Regions from separate parts of the Hordeum vulgare genome. Here region 1 is linked to region 2. The links are chromatin contacts, called in public Hi-C maps. All regions are on one chromosome and are shown on one strand. Each heading gives the region's core, a stretch centred on a gene start, on an enhancer-like site or on the middle of the called end of the contact. The rest is flanking DNA. Distances are from core to core; before and after follow the strand shown.

Evidence for each region. Hi-C and Micro-C count contacts between places; a contact is called where the count stands out from the background.
Region 1: a contact with region 2 is called in a Hi-C map of leaf, with 3 times the contacts expected there. The contact joins the promoter of LOC123442903 here to the enhancer-like site in region 2. A contact is called at or near these places in 3 of 6 Hi-C or Micro-C datasets (leaf and seedling) and 1 of 1 datasets of contacts at active chromatin or transcription factors (embryo).

The regions. Positions count from the first base shown.
Region 1 is chr3H:46,130,600-46,136,781 of MorexV3_pseudomolecules_assembly, forward strand. It overlaps LOC123442903 (ATP-dependent 6-phosphofructokinase 6-like), which reads left to right and starts at 4,770. Exons shown (of 11, transcript XM_045119083.1): 1 at 4,770-5,271; 2 at 5,680-5,726; 3 at 5,826-5,865; 4 at 5,952-6,152. The coding sequence starts at 5,056.
Region 2 is chr3H:45,907,993-45,913,685 of MorexV3_pseudomolecules_assembly, forward strand. No RefSeq gene overlaps it. Among protein-coding and RNA genes, the nearest start is that of LOC123442902, 31 kb to the left of the region's middle. Within about 2 kb of position 1,294, at least 2 of the 3 cell types and tissues checked have open chromatin away from gene starts, as enhancers often do. A contact at or near this core is called in leaf, where this site is marked.

The DNA.
Region 1 (6,182 bases), core at 3,520-6,019, 230 kb after region 2:
CGATCCGAGGGCAAAGTGTCGAAAGGCTATTCACACAAATGGATCATTAAGAGGAAGATGCACGCGGGCGGTAATGTCACCATCCATAAAGCTCGACTTGTGGCAAAGGGATTCTCACAAGTTCAAGGAGTTGACTATGATGAGACTTTCTCACCCGTAGCGATGCTTAAGTCTGTCAAAATCATGTTAGCAATAGATGCATTTTTCGATTATGAAATCTGGCAGATGGGTGTCAAAACAGCATTCCCTAACGATTTCTTTAAGGAAGAGTTGTATATGATACAACCAGAAGGTCTTGTCGATCCAAAGAATGTTGACATAGTATGAAAGCTCCATCGATCCGTTTATGGACTGGTGCAGGAATCTCAGAGTTGGAATCTTCACTTTGATGAGGTGATCAAAGCGTTTGGGTTTATACAAGTTTATGGAGAAGCTTGTATTTACAAGAAAGTGAGTGAGAGATCTATATCGTTTCTAATATTATATGTGGATGAAATATTGATGATTGGAAACAATATAGAACTCTTGGAAAGCATGAAGATATATCTGAATAAGAGTTTTTCAATGAAAGACCTTGGAGAAGTTGCTTACTTATTAGGCATCAAGATCTGTACATATAGATTAAGACGCTCGATAGGACTTTCACAAAGCATATAGCTTGATAAGATTTTGAAGAAGTTCAGAATGGATCAGTCCAAGAAGGGGGTCTTGCCTGTCCTGCAAGGTGTGAAGTTGAGTAAGCCTCAATGCCCAGCGTTAACAGAGGATAGAGAAAAGATGAGTGCCATCCCCTATGCTTCATCCATAGGCTCAATAATGTATGTGATGTTGTGCACAAGACCAGATGTCAGCCTTGCCATAAGTATGACCGGAAGGTTTCAAAGTGATCCAGGAATGGAACACCAACATCGGTCAAGAATATCCTTAAGTACGTGAAAGGACTAAGGAAATATTTCTCGTTTATGGAGGTGATAAAGGGCTCATCGTAAAGGGTTACGTCGATGAAAGCTTTGACATTGATTCGGATGACTCTAAGTCCCAATCTGGATACGTATTTATTCTAAATGGTGGAGCGGTAAGATGGTGTCGTTTCAAGCAAAGCGTGGTAGCTAATTCTACATGTGAAGTGGAGTCCATAGCTGCTTTGGAAGCAGCGAAGGAAGGTGTCTGCATGAAGCAGTTCATGACGCATCTTGGAGTTGTGCCCAATGCACTGGATCCAATGACCTTGTTTTGTGACAACACTAGTGACATTTCTCTAGCCAAGGAACAAAGGTTTCACAAAAGGAACATACACATAAAGCGACGCTTCAATTCCATCCACGATTACATCAAGGAGGAGGACATAAACATTTGAAAGTACATATAGATATGAATGTTGCAGATCCATTGACTAAACCTCTTCCACGGTCAAAACATGATGAGCACTAGAGCTCTACGGGTGTTAGATTAATTACCTTGTAATACTAAAATATTGACTCTAATGCAAGTGGGAGACTGTTGGAAATATGCCCTAGAGGCAATAATAAAGTGGTTATTATTATATTTCCTTATTCATGGTAATTGTTTATTATCCAAGCTATAATTGTATTGATTGGAAACTCAACTACATGTCTGGATACATAGACAACGAAGTGTCCCTAGTAAGCCTCTACTGTACTAGCGCGTTTATCAAATATGACTAAGGTTTCCTAGCCATAGACATGAGTTGTCATTTGATAACGGGATAACATCATTAGGAGAATGATGTGATGGACAAGACCCAAACCGTAAGCATGGCGTTTGATCGTATCCAGTTTACTCCTATTGCTTTCTGCATGTCAATGTATATGTTCCTATGACCATGAGATAATGAAGCTCACTCACACCGGAGGAATAACTTATGTGTATCAAACGTCACAACGTAACTGGGTGATTATAAAGATGATCTACACGTATCTTCGAGGGTGTCTGTTGAGTTGGCATGGATCAAGACTGGGATTTGTCACTCCGTGTGACGGAGAGGTATCCTGGGGCCCATTTGGTAATACAATATCACAATAAGATTGCAAGCAATGTGACTAAGGAGTTAGTCACGGGATCTTGTATTACGAAACGAGTAAAGAGACTTGCCGATAACGAGATTGAATTAGGTATGGAGATACCGACGATCGAATCTCGGGCAAGTAATATACTGATGGACAAACGAAACTGCATACGGGATTAGCTGAATCCATGACATCTTTGGTTCGACCGACATAGATCTTTGTAGAATTTGTAGGAACCAATATGGGCATCCAGGTCCCGCTATTGGTTATTGACCGTACAGGTGTCTTGGTCATGTCTCCATAGTTCTCAAACTCGCAGGGTGTGCACACTTAACGCTCGGTGATGATATAGATATAGTTGAGTTATTGTGTTGGTGACCGAAGGTTGTTCGGAGTCCTGGATGAGATCCTGGACATGACGAGGGGCTTCAGAATGGTCCAGAGGTAAAGATTGATATATAGGAATTTCCGTTTTGGTCACCAAAAAAATTCGGGCATCATCGGTAATATATCGGGAAGTGCCGAAAGGGTTCCGGGGTTCATCAGAAGGGGTCCACCACCCTCGAAGGGGCCACATGGGCTGAGTTGGGTGCACACCAGCCCCTAGTGGACTGGGCGCCCCTCCCCACCTAGGCCCATGCGGCTAAGGGTTGGTGGAGGGTTGGCCCAAGGGTGGCGCCACCTTTCTTGGTGGCCAAGCCCCACGCCTTGGGGAAACCCTAGGGCGCAGCCCTCCTCCCTCCCTCCTATATATACAAGAGGAGAGGGAGGGCAGCCACACCTGAATAAGCCACAGTGCTGCCCTCCTCTCTCTCTTGTAGTATTTCTTACTGCCACCATGTTGTTGTGCTGCCAGAGAACTCGGTTACTACTTCATCTACGCTCGTTGGATCGAGGTGGTGAAGACGTCATCGGGTTGTACGTGTGCTAAATGCGGAGGTGTCGTCCGTTCGACACTTGATCGAGACGTTCGTGATCGGATCACGGGACAAATCGTGATTGGATCGCGAAGACGTTTGACTACAACAACCGCGTTTCTCAATGCTTCCGTTTAGCGATCTACAAGGGTATGTAGACGCACTCTCCCTCTTGTAGATGTTGATCTCCATAGATTGATCTTGGTGAGCGCAGATTTTTTTTTGTTTCCCATGCGACGTTTCCCAACATCAGCTACCATCTTTTTTTGGTTGAGACTCATTGCCTTCTCCACATATGTTGTAGTGTTGCGCCTGCCCTTACTCTTTCTCTCGACATCCTTGTACTCCTACCTAATCTCCCTGTATCATCCTCATCAGTACCATTGTCCTCAATTCCATCACTTTGCTTTGAATTATCTTTACCACTTGCACGTACTTCATCATACCAATACATTTGATTTTAATAATCTTCATCGCCTCTAGGTACTTAATCATCTCAATAACTTTGTTGTGTGGTTTCATTATCAATAATATCCTCAACAAAAATGTCCACTACACCTCCATCTCTTACATACAAGAGCATAGACTTCATAGAATTTCCTGAAACCAATGCCATCAATTCATCACACAATTTTTTCCAGGGCATAAGCAATACACCATCATGATTGCTTCTCTCTCAGCAACACAATCATGCACTTTCAGATTTGCAATCAGACATACTAAGCTCAAACCGCGAAGCTCTACATGAGAAAATTTCTCTCCGCCCCCAAAGTATTCCAAATACTCACACACAGGACACGGTTGAAATGAAACCACACAATCAAGAGATCTAGTGGGGATACATTCAATCTAAAGTGGAGACAAAAAAAATTGTTACTACTCTAACTGAAAGTAAAATCTAAACAATCAAATTTTTAATAACGTACCATAAAATTGGTTTAAATGGTACGCAATTGATGGAAATCACTTGCTCTTCTTCACCAACGGACTTCCACCTTACTTATGAGCTCTCCACCACCACCAATCACCGGCGACACAAAATATACCTTAAATATTATGGTTTTCGAGGAGGATTGGGGACAGCTGATGCGAGTGAATAAGGATGGGAAGAGCAGGGTAGAAGAACTTGCTAAGCGCTAAAGTGGTAAGGCGCGTCACCACCATTCGTGGGTATGTGGCGACGAAATATGTCGATGTCGTCGGGAAGGAGGGTTGCTTTGGTGGGGTGGATCGGGGTGGGGCTCAGGGGACAAGCAGCGGCAATGCAACGACGTTGGTCGCCGCTTACCGGCGATGGTCGAAGTCAATTGCGGCAGGCATGGTAGCAGTGAGGACATGTCTCTGAGGAAGAGTAGGGGTAGCGAGTGAGACACAAAAGGGCGATCCAACTTTTTATAGTCCTCCAAACCTTATGCTAAGTTGGCATATGCCTAGTCGACATTCACTGCTGCCAAAAAAACGCTTGATCAATGGAAAACCGAGATCAGGGTTGAGTTTTGAATCTTATGGTAATTTGAGGTTGTATTTCAACTGATTTCAATGGTCAAAATCATAAATTAAATTGATTTGTTAGTTGAGGGATGGAATATGAACTTTTCTCTGAAAACTAAACTCAATTCAAGCAAAGTGGGCGATGTTTTTTCACTCAAATAAATACCAGGACGACCTAAAAAGAGAAATGCACCCTACACGCCGCATCAGTGCCCCGTGATAGAGGACATCCAATCGGACACTGACAAGACGACCCCCGGCGACATTTCTTCTCGCGCAAGGCCAGCACGAAATGGCACGCCCGTAAATAGGCCGAAACCCGGATGCCCCTCGCGGGAACCCCGCGAAGTTTCCCACCTCCCATCCCCTCTTCTCCCCTCGTGCGGCCGTCAAACCCCGTCGCCGCCGTCAAACCCAGCCTGCTAACGGCGGCGCGGACGGCGCTAATCCGAATATATAATCCCCCGCCCCCGCGGCTCTCCTCCCCACACACCAAGAGCAAGAGCGAGAGGATCACTCCCAGAATCACCGGCTAAGCTTAAGCTCCCTCGTGATCTCAAAACCACCTCTTTTTCCCCCCACTTTCCACCTCGTGCTCACCGACGGGGTCCCTCCCTGCCATGGAGGCCGTCGGCGTCGCCCCCGCCCCCGCGGCGGTGGCGGTGGCGGAGCAGAAGATGAAGCTTCTCGAGCCGAGGAAGGAGCCCCTCGCCTCCGCCGCCGCCGCCGCCAAGGCGCCGTGCAAGTGGGCGATGAAGAAGAAGCTCGTGGGCGGCGACGCCGGCTACGTGCTCGAGGACGTGCCCCACCTCACCGACTACATGCCCGAGCTCCCGGTGCGTGCCTGAGCCCCCGTGCTCCTCCTGCCGTCCCCCGCTTCTCGATCGGCCGCCTCAGTCCGGTTGATTTCCCGTCGCGGCCTCGCGGGGATCATCAGCTCGGAGCTGCCCAAGTTCTTCTGCTTTCCCGGGGCCCCTTTTTGGCGCCCTTCCGTGGATTCTCGCATCTTTTTGTCACGCATTTTTTTTTTGCCGATTCTAGTTTGGATTCGAGCAGAAACTGATCGACATGCAGCTCAGCTGCTCCAGTAATTTTGGAGCACGGGGAAATCAGTCGACCGATCGATCGATCCCCGGAAGAAACTGAAATTTCAGTTTCTGTGTGCGATTTGTCTGCAGATTACAGTTACAGAATCCTTGAATTGAATCGATTGCTCACCTACTGTTACCGTTGATGATCTGCAGACGTACCCGAATCCACTCCAGGACAACCCTGCCTACTCGGTCGTCAAGTAAGAATTCCCCTCCTCTCTTTGCCCTGCGCAGCTCAGTTTCCCGAAGCTGACCGCCTGACCTTTCTTCCTGCTCCAACCACGTGTTGTCCATCCCAGGCAGTACTTCGTCAACACGGACGACACCGTCACGCAAAAGGTGAGAAATTTTCCGTGAATTATATGCTTTTGGGCGAGCAGAATACGAGGTAATCTGCTGAGGCTGACTTTGTGGATGGATTGCAGATTGTTGTTCGCAAGACCAGTGCGAGAGGCACACACTTCCGGCGCGCCGGGCCGCGGCAGAGGGTCTACTTCCAGCCCGATGAGGTGAACGCCGCCATCGTCACCTGCGGCGGCCTCTGCCCCGGGCTCAACACGGTCATCCGCGAGCTCGTCTGCGGGCTGTACGACATGTACGGTGTCACCAGCGTCGTTGGCATAGAGGTGAGGACTTCTGGAGTTGCTGCTCTTGTT
Region 2 (5,693 bases), core at 44-2,543:
AGCCGCATCGAACCCGGTCTGTTGGTGAAGGGAACGTCCCATACCACCACCAGCCTTAGAAAGGTTGGTGCCACCTGGAGATCCAGATCCGAGTCGCCCACACGACCCCGAAATTCGTCTTCATCGATGAAGAGGGGCCGCCACCATAATTCTGGGCACTACAGGGAGCACCCACCGTCGCGCCCGCCATTGTTCTCGCTCATACAACGGCAACTGCCATTCCACCCCCACCCCCATTGTCACCGCCCATACAACCACAACTGTCGTCGTGATCCCGCATCAAGTGTCGTCGACACGCCGGAGGAAGCTTCGGCCACCACACATGTCCTCTGACGTCCTCGGGAGCGGGATCCCAAGATCTGTCATCACCGACGCGGCCGCAAGGACCCATCACCTGGCCGGTCATCCCCGGCGGAGGAGACGCCGCCACTGCCATGTTCGGATTCGTGCCGGACGCTGCCGCCGCTACTGCCAAGATCGGATCCAGATAGGACGCCGCTGCGGCGATCAACCACACCTCACCTCCATCCTTTGACCGTCTCCAGCCGCACCACCACAAGCGCCTCTGCTGGGAGCCGTCGCGCCGCCATGGATCGAGGAAGAGGCCATAACCCCGCGGATCTAGTGCCCTCGCCGCCGCACTACCCGAAAAGGAGGAACAACCCTCCGCTGCCATTGTCGAACGCCCGGGCTCTGTCCGGCGATGTCCCCCGATGACGACGGAACGGAAGGAGTAGGGGAAGAGTCGGAGCGGCCGACGGCTAGGGATGCGCCTCTCGTGTCGCTCCGAGAGGACCTTTCGTCAAATTTGACTCGGAGAAAACAAATGAACTGCGTGATCCACATTCTTCAAATTTATTTGAGCGGAGGCAATGCACAAGCACACAGAGAATGTGAAAGGATCTCGGTACAGTTCTACTCCAGTGCTGCGGTATTACGTCAACGGCAACCATCATCCCGCTCTCTCGCAAGTCACGACCAAACATCTGATCAGGCAGACTAGCAAGCCGTGCACAAGAATATCCCAGGGAATCACGCGGATCCTCCCGTCACCGTCACCGTCACCGTCACCAAAACTTGCAGGCATCCAATCCTGCTCATACCGATCAGCTTATCACAAAACCGGGTGAGAGGTTTATAGGCTATCAAGGCACGGGTCCCCTTGCTTTTGACTCGAATCCCCTAGGCATAATAGCATACATTCGAGAAAATGCGAGAAGAATATGAGCGGCTCAGGAAGCCCAGACGGATCGCACGTCCACTTGGCACATGCTCACATCACATGGACGAGACGAGACTAAGAAAAGGAGTGGTCGGCAGTGGATTCTTTTTTGTTTGCTGGTGTCTTGCATCCATGTACTTTCTCCACAGGGCCGGCCGAGTAAATAGCGAAAAAACGTTGCAGAGGCCGGTCTGTAGGTAGCTCGAAATCCACAACGCGAAATCAGCATTAGGACATCCGTATTGCATTTTCCAGCGTGGCATGAAAGACAGTATGTCGCCGTATTTCATGGTAGGTGTTGACACACGAACGCCTCACGTGTACCCTCGACGCCGGGGTGATGCACCGCAGCTCACTTCGAAGGAGATCCGACCGACAGCGCGATGCGCAAGACAGTCGACGGATGTTTTTAAAGACCCGAAACCCCACACGCCCGGGAGGGACCCCGTCAGGGAGTGCGGCGGCTATGGGCTGCCCTAGGTCGATTCGCTCGCCCATAGGGCCTCGGGATTCGCAGCTCTCGAATTCGAGGAACAACGAAGAACGGGAGATGAAAACGATGGAAGGATAAAACGTAGATAAAAAAGTAATATATTGATGTTTCGATTGTGTGTTGTTCAATTGGCCGTCACCCGCAACATATATAAGAGGCGGCTGGACTTCCCGTACAAGCAAAGGATTCATCTAGGCTTTCCTTACAAGAAAACTACAGCAAATCACGTCCTAGAGTCCTACTTCTAGCCTAACTCGGATTCATCCCAAATCTGACCCAATCTTCTGTCTTATTTCTTGCGTAGGCTGTGAAATCCGCCTATGACCTTTGATTGAGACGACTTATATATCAAAATCGACCGTATTGACTATACGAACAACTCTCATGTTGACCACTTTTCCAAATAAGGTCATCTTGAATACTCCACAAAGTCATCTTCAACTTTGAATCGACATCGGTCATATAGCGGACTAGACCGTTCGAGTGTTGTAGCATCTCTTCAGGCCGTGTACTACCTCATATGATAATGATCTTAAAAGCAAAGTTGACCATTTCGACGTTACAAACAACTGTCATGTTGAACACTTTTCCATCCGAGGCCATCTAGATGACCATACGGGCCAATCTCTACCTTCTGGTTGAGTCACTCGGAGTCGGAACCCCTTTTAGTCGGTCGAGTGATTTTCACTCGGACAACAATTTTCACTCTGAATCCATGACTCCTTGGCCGAAATTGCACTCGTATTTGGAAAATTTTCATTCGGTTATCAAGCCTTGACTCGGATAGTTATACTGTCACTCGGAATTCATGTATCTCACCCAAGTTCCACTCGTGTTTAGAAACTTTTCACTCGGATGGCAAATTCCACTCGGATGACAAACTCCACTCGATGACAAACTTTCCACTCGGATGGCAAATTCCACTCAGATGGCGAACTCCACTTGGATGGCAAACTTTTCATTCGGATCCGTGAGTGAAACTTCAGCCTGATCTTGTTTTGTCCCTTCAGGTCGCACACGAACCCGGATTGAGACAAAATATATATCAAAATCAACTGGCTCGACGAGGCGAACACAATTCCTGTTTGAACAATTTTCCATATGAGGCTGTCTTGTTGGCTTAACAGGCTGAACAACACTCTGAATATGAAATCTCAGCACTTCGAACACAGTTTCGGCCTTCAATATCAGATTGGACAGTGCTACTTCTCGAGCTTGCGTTGGTTTTTCCCTTGAAGAGGAAAGGGTGATGCAGCAAAGTAGCGATAAGTATTTTCCTCAGTTTGAGAACCAAGGTATCAATCCAGTTGGAGTATCAAGATGAGGCACCAATGAACCTACACAAAAACAAACAAACTTGCACCCAACTCGATAAAGGGGTTGTCAATCCCTTCACGATTACTTGCAAGGTGATATCTGATAGTGATGAAAGGTAAAAAGATAAAGGTGCAGCAAAATATTTTGGGTATGTAGATCTGAATATATGATGTGTAAAATAGACCCGGGGGCCATAGTGTTCACTAGAGGCTTCTCTCATGATAGCAAGTATTACGGTGGGTGAATGAATTACTGTCGAGCAATTGATAGAATCGCGCAAAGTCATGACGATATCTAAGGCAATGATCATACATATAGGCATCACGTCCGAGACAAGTAGACCGATACTGTGTGCATCTACTACTATTACTCCACAAATCGACCGCTATCCAGCATGCATCTAGTGTATTAAGTTCATAACAAACGGAGTAACGCCTTAAGCAAGATGGCATGATGTAGAGGGATAAATTCATGCAATATGATATAAACCCCATCTTTTTACCCTTGATGGCAACAACACGATGCGTGCCTCGCTACCCCTTCTGTCACAGGTGAAGACACCGCACGGTATGAACCCAAAACCAAGCACTTCTCCCATTGCAAGCATTATAGATCAAGTTGGTCAAACGAAACCCATAACTCGAAGAGAATTACAAGGATACGAAATCATGCATATAAGAAATCAGAGGAGACTCAAATAATATTCATAGGTAATCTGATCATAAATCCACAATTCATCGGATCTCGACAAACACACCGCAAAAGAAAGTTACGTCGGATAGATCTCCATGAAGATCATGGAGAACTTTGTATTGAAGATCCAAGAGAGAGAAGAAGCCATCTAGCTACTAGCTATGGACCCGAAGGTCTGTGGTGAACTACTCACGCATCATTTGAGAGGCAATGGTGTTGATGAAGAAGCCCTCCGTGTCCGAATCCCCCTCCGACAGGGCACCAGAACGGTCCCCAGATGGGATCTTGCGGAGACAGAAGCTTGCGGCGGCGAAAAAGTATTTTCATGGCTCTCTCTGGTGGTTTCGGGATTTTTGGGAATTTATAGGCGAAAGAGGTAGGGCAAAGGAGGCAAGGGGGGCCCACGAGCCTGCTAGGCGCCCCCTAGGGCGCGCCTAGGGGGCTCGTGACCTCCCCCGAGACCTCCTGCCTTGGTTCTCAAGTCCTGTGCGTATCTTCTGTTATGGAAAAAATCATCCCGCAGGTTTTATTCCGTTTGGACTCCGTTTAATATATTTTTTTCTGAAAAAGGTCAAAAACACGAAAAAAAACAGAAACTCACACTAGCGCTGAGTTAATAGGTTAGTCCCAAAAATGATATAAAATGGCATATAAATGCATATAAACCATCCCAAGTTGATAATATAATAGCATGAAACAATAAAAAATTATAGATATGTTGGAGACGTATCAAGCATCCCCAAGCTTAACTCCTGCTCGTCCTCGAGTAGGGAAGTGATAAAGACCGATTTTTTGATGTGGAATGCTACCTAACATATTTATTCTATGTAACTTCTTTATTGTGGCATGAATATTCAGATCCATAAGATTCAAAACAATAGTTTAATATTGACATGAAAATAATAATACTTCAAGCATACTAGCAAAGTAATCATGAACTTTTGAAATAACAAGGCCAAAGAAAGTTATTCCTACAATGTCATATAGTCTGGCTATGCTTCATCATCCCCACACAACGAATTTAAATCATGCACAACCTCGGTATTGGCCAAGTAATTGTTTTCGCACTCTTACTTTCTCAAACCTTTTCAACTCTCACGCAATACATGAGCGTGAGCCATGGATATAGCACTATAGGTGGAATAGAGTGTGGTGGAGGTTGTGAGGCAAAAAGGAGGAGATGGTCACATCGACTCGTCGTATCAATGGGCTATGGAGATGCCCATCAATAGATATCAATGTGAATGAGTAGGGATTGCCATGCAACGGATGCACTAGAGCTATAAGTGTGTGAAAGCTCAAAAGAAAACTAGTGGGTGTGCACCCAACTTGCTTGCTCACGAAGACCTAGGGCAATTTTGAGGAAGCCCATCATTGGAATATACAAGACAAGTTATATAATGAAAATTCCCACTAGTATATGAAAGTGACAAAACAAGAGACTTTCGATCATGAAGAACATGGTGCTATTTTGAAGCACAAGTGTGGAAAAAGATAGTAGCATTGTCCCTTCTCTCTTTTTCTCTCATCATTTTTTTTTGTTTGGGCTCTTTGGCCTCTATTTTTTTCATTTTTTTGGTGGGCATCTTTGGCCTTTTTTATTTATTTCCTGACATGGGACAATGCTCTAATAATGATGATCATCACACTTTTATTTACATATAACTCAATACTTAGAACAATAATGACTCTATATGAAATGCCTCCGGCAGTGTACCGGGATGTGCAACGATCTAGCTTAGCGTATGACGTTGAAACATCTCGCTAGCTATCTTACGATCATGTAATGGCAATATGAAAATGACGGCACATGTCATGAGACGGAATGGTGGAAGTTGCATGGCAATATATCTCGGAATGGCTATGAAAATGCCATAATAGGTAGGTATGGTGGTTGTTTTGTGGAAGTTATACGGTGGGTTTGTGCACCGACGAAAGTTGCGCGGCACTAGAGAGGCTAGCAATGTT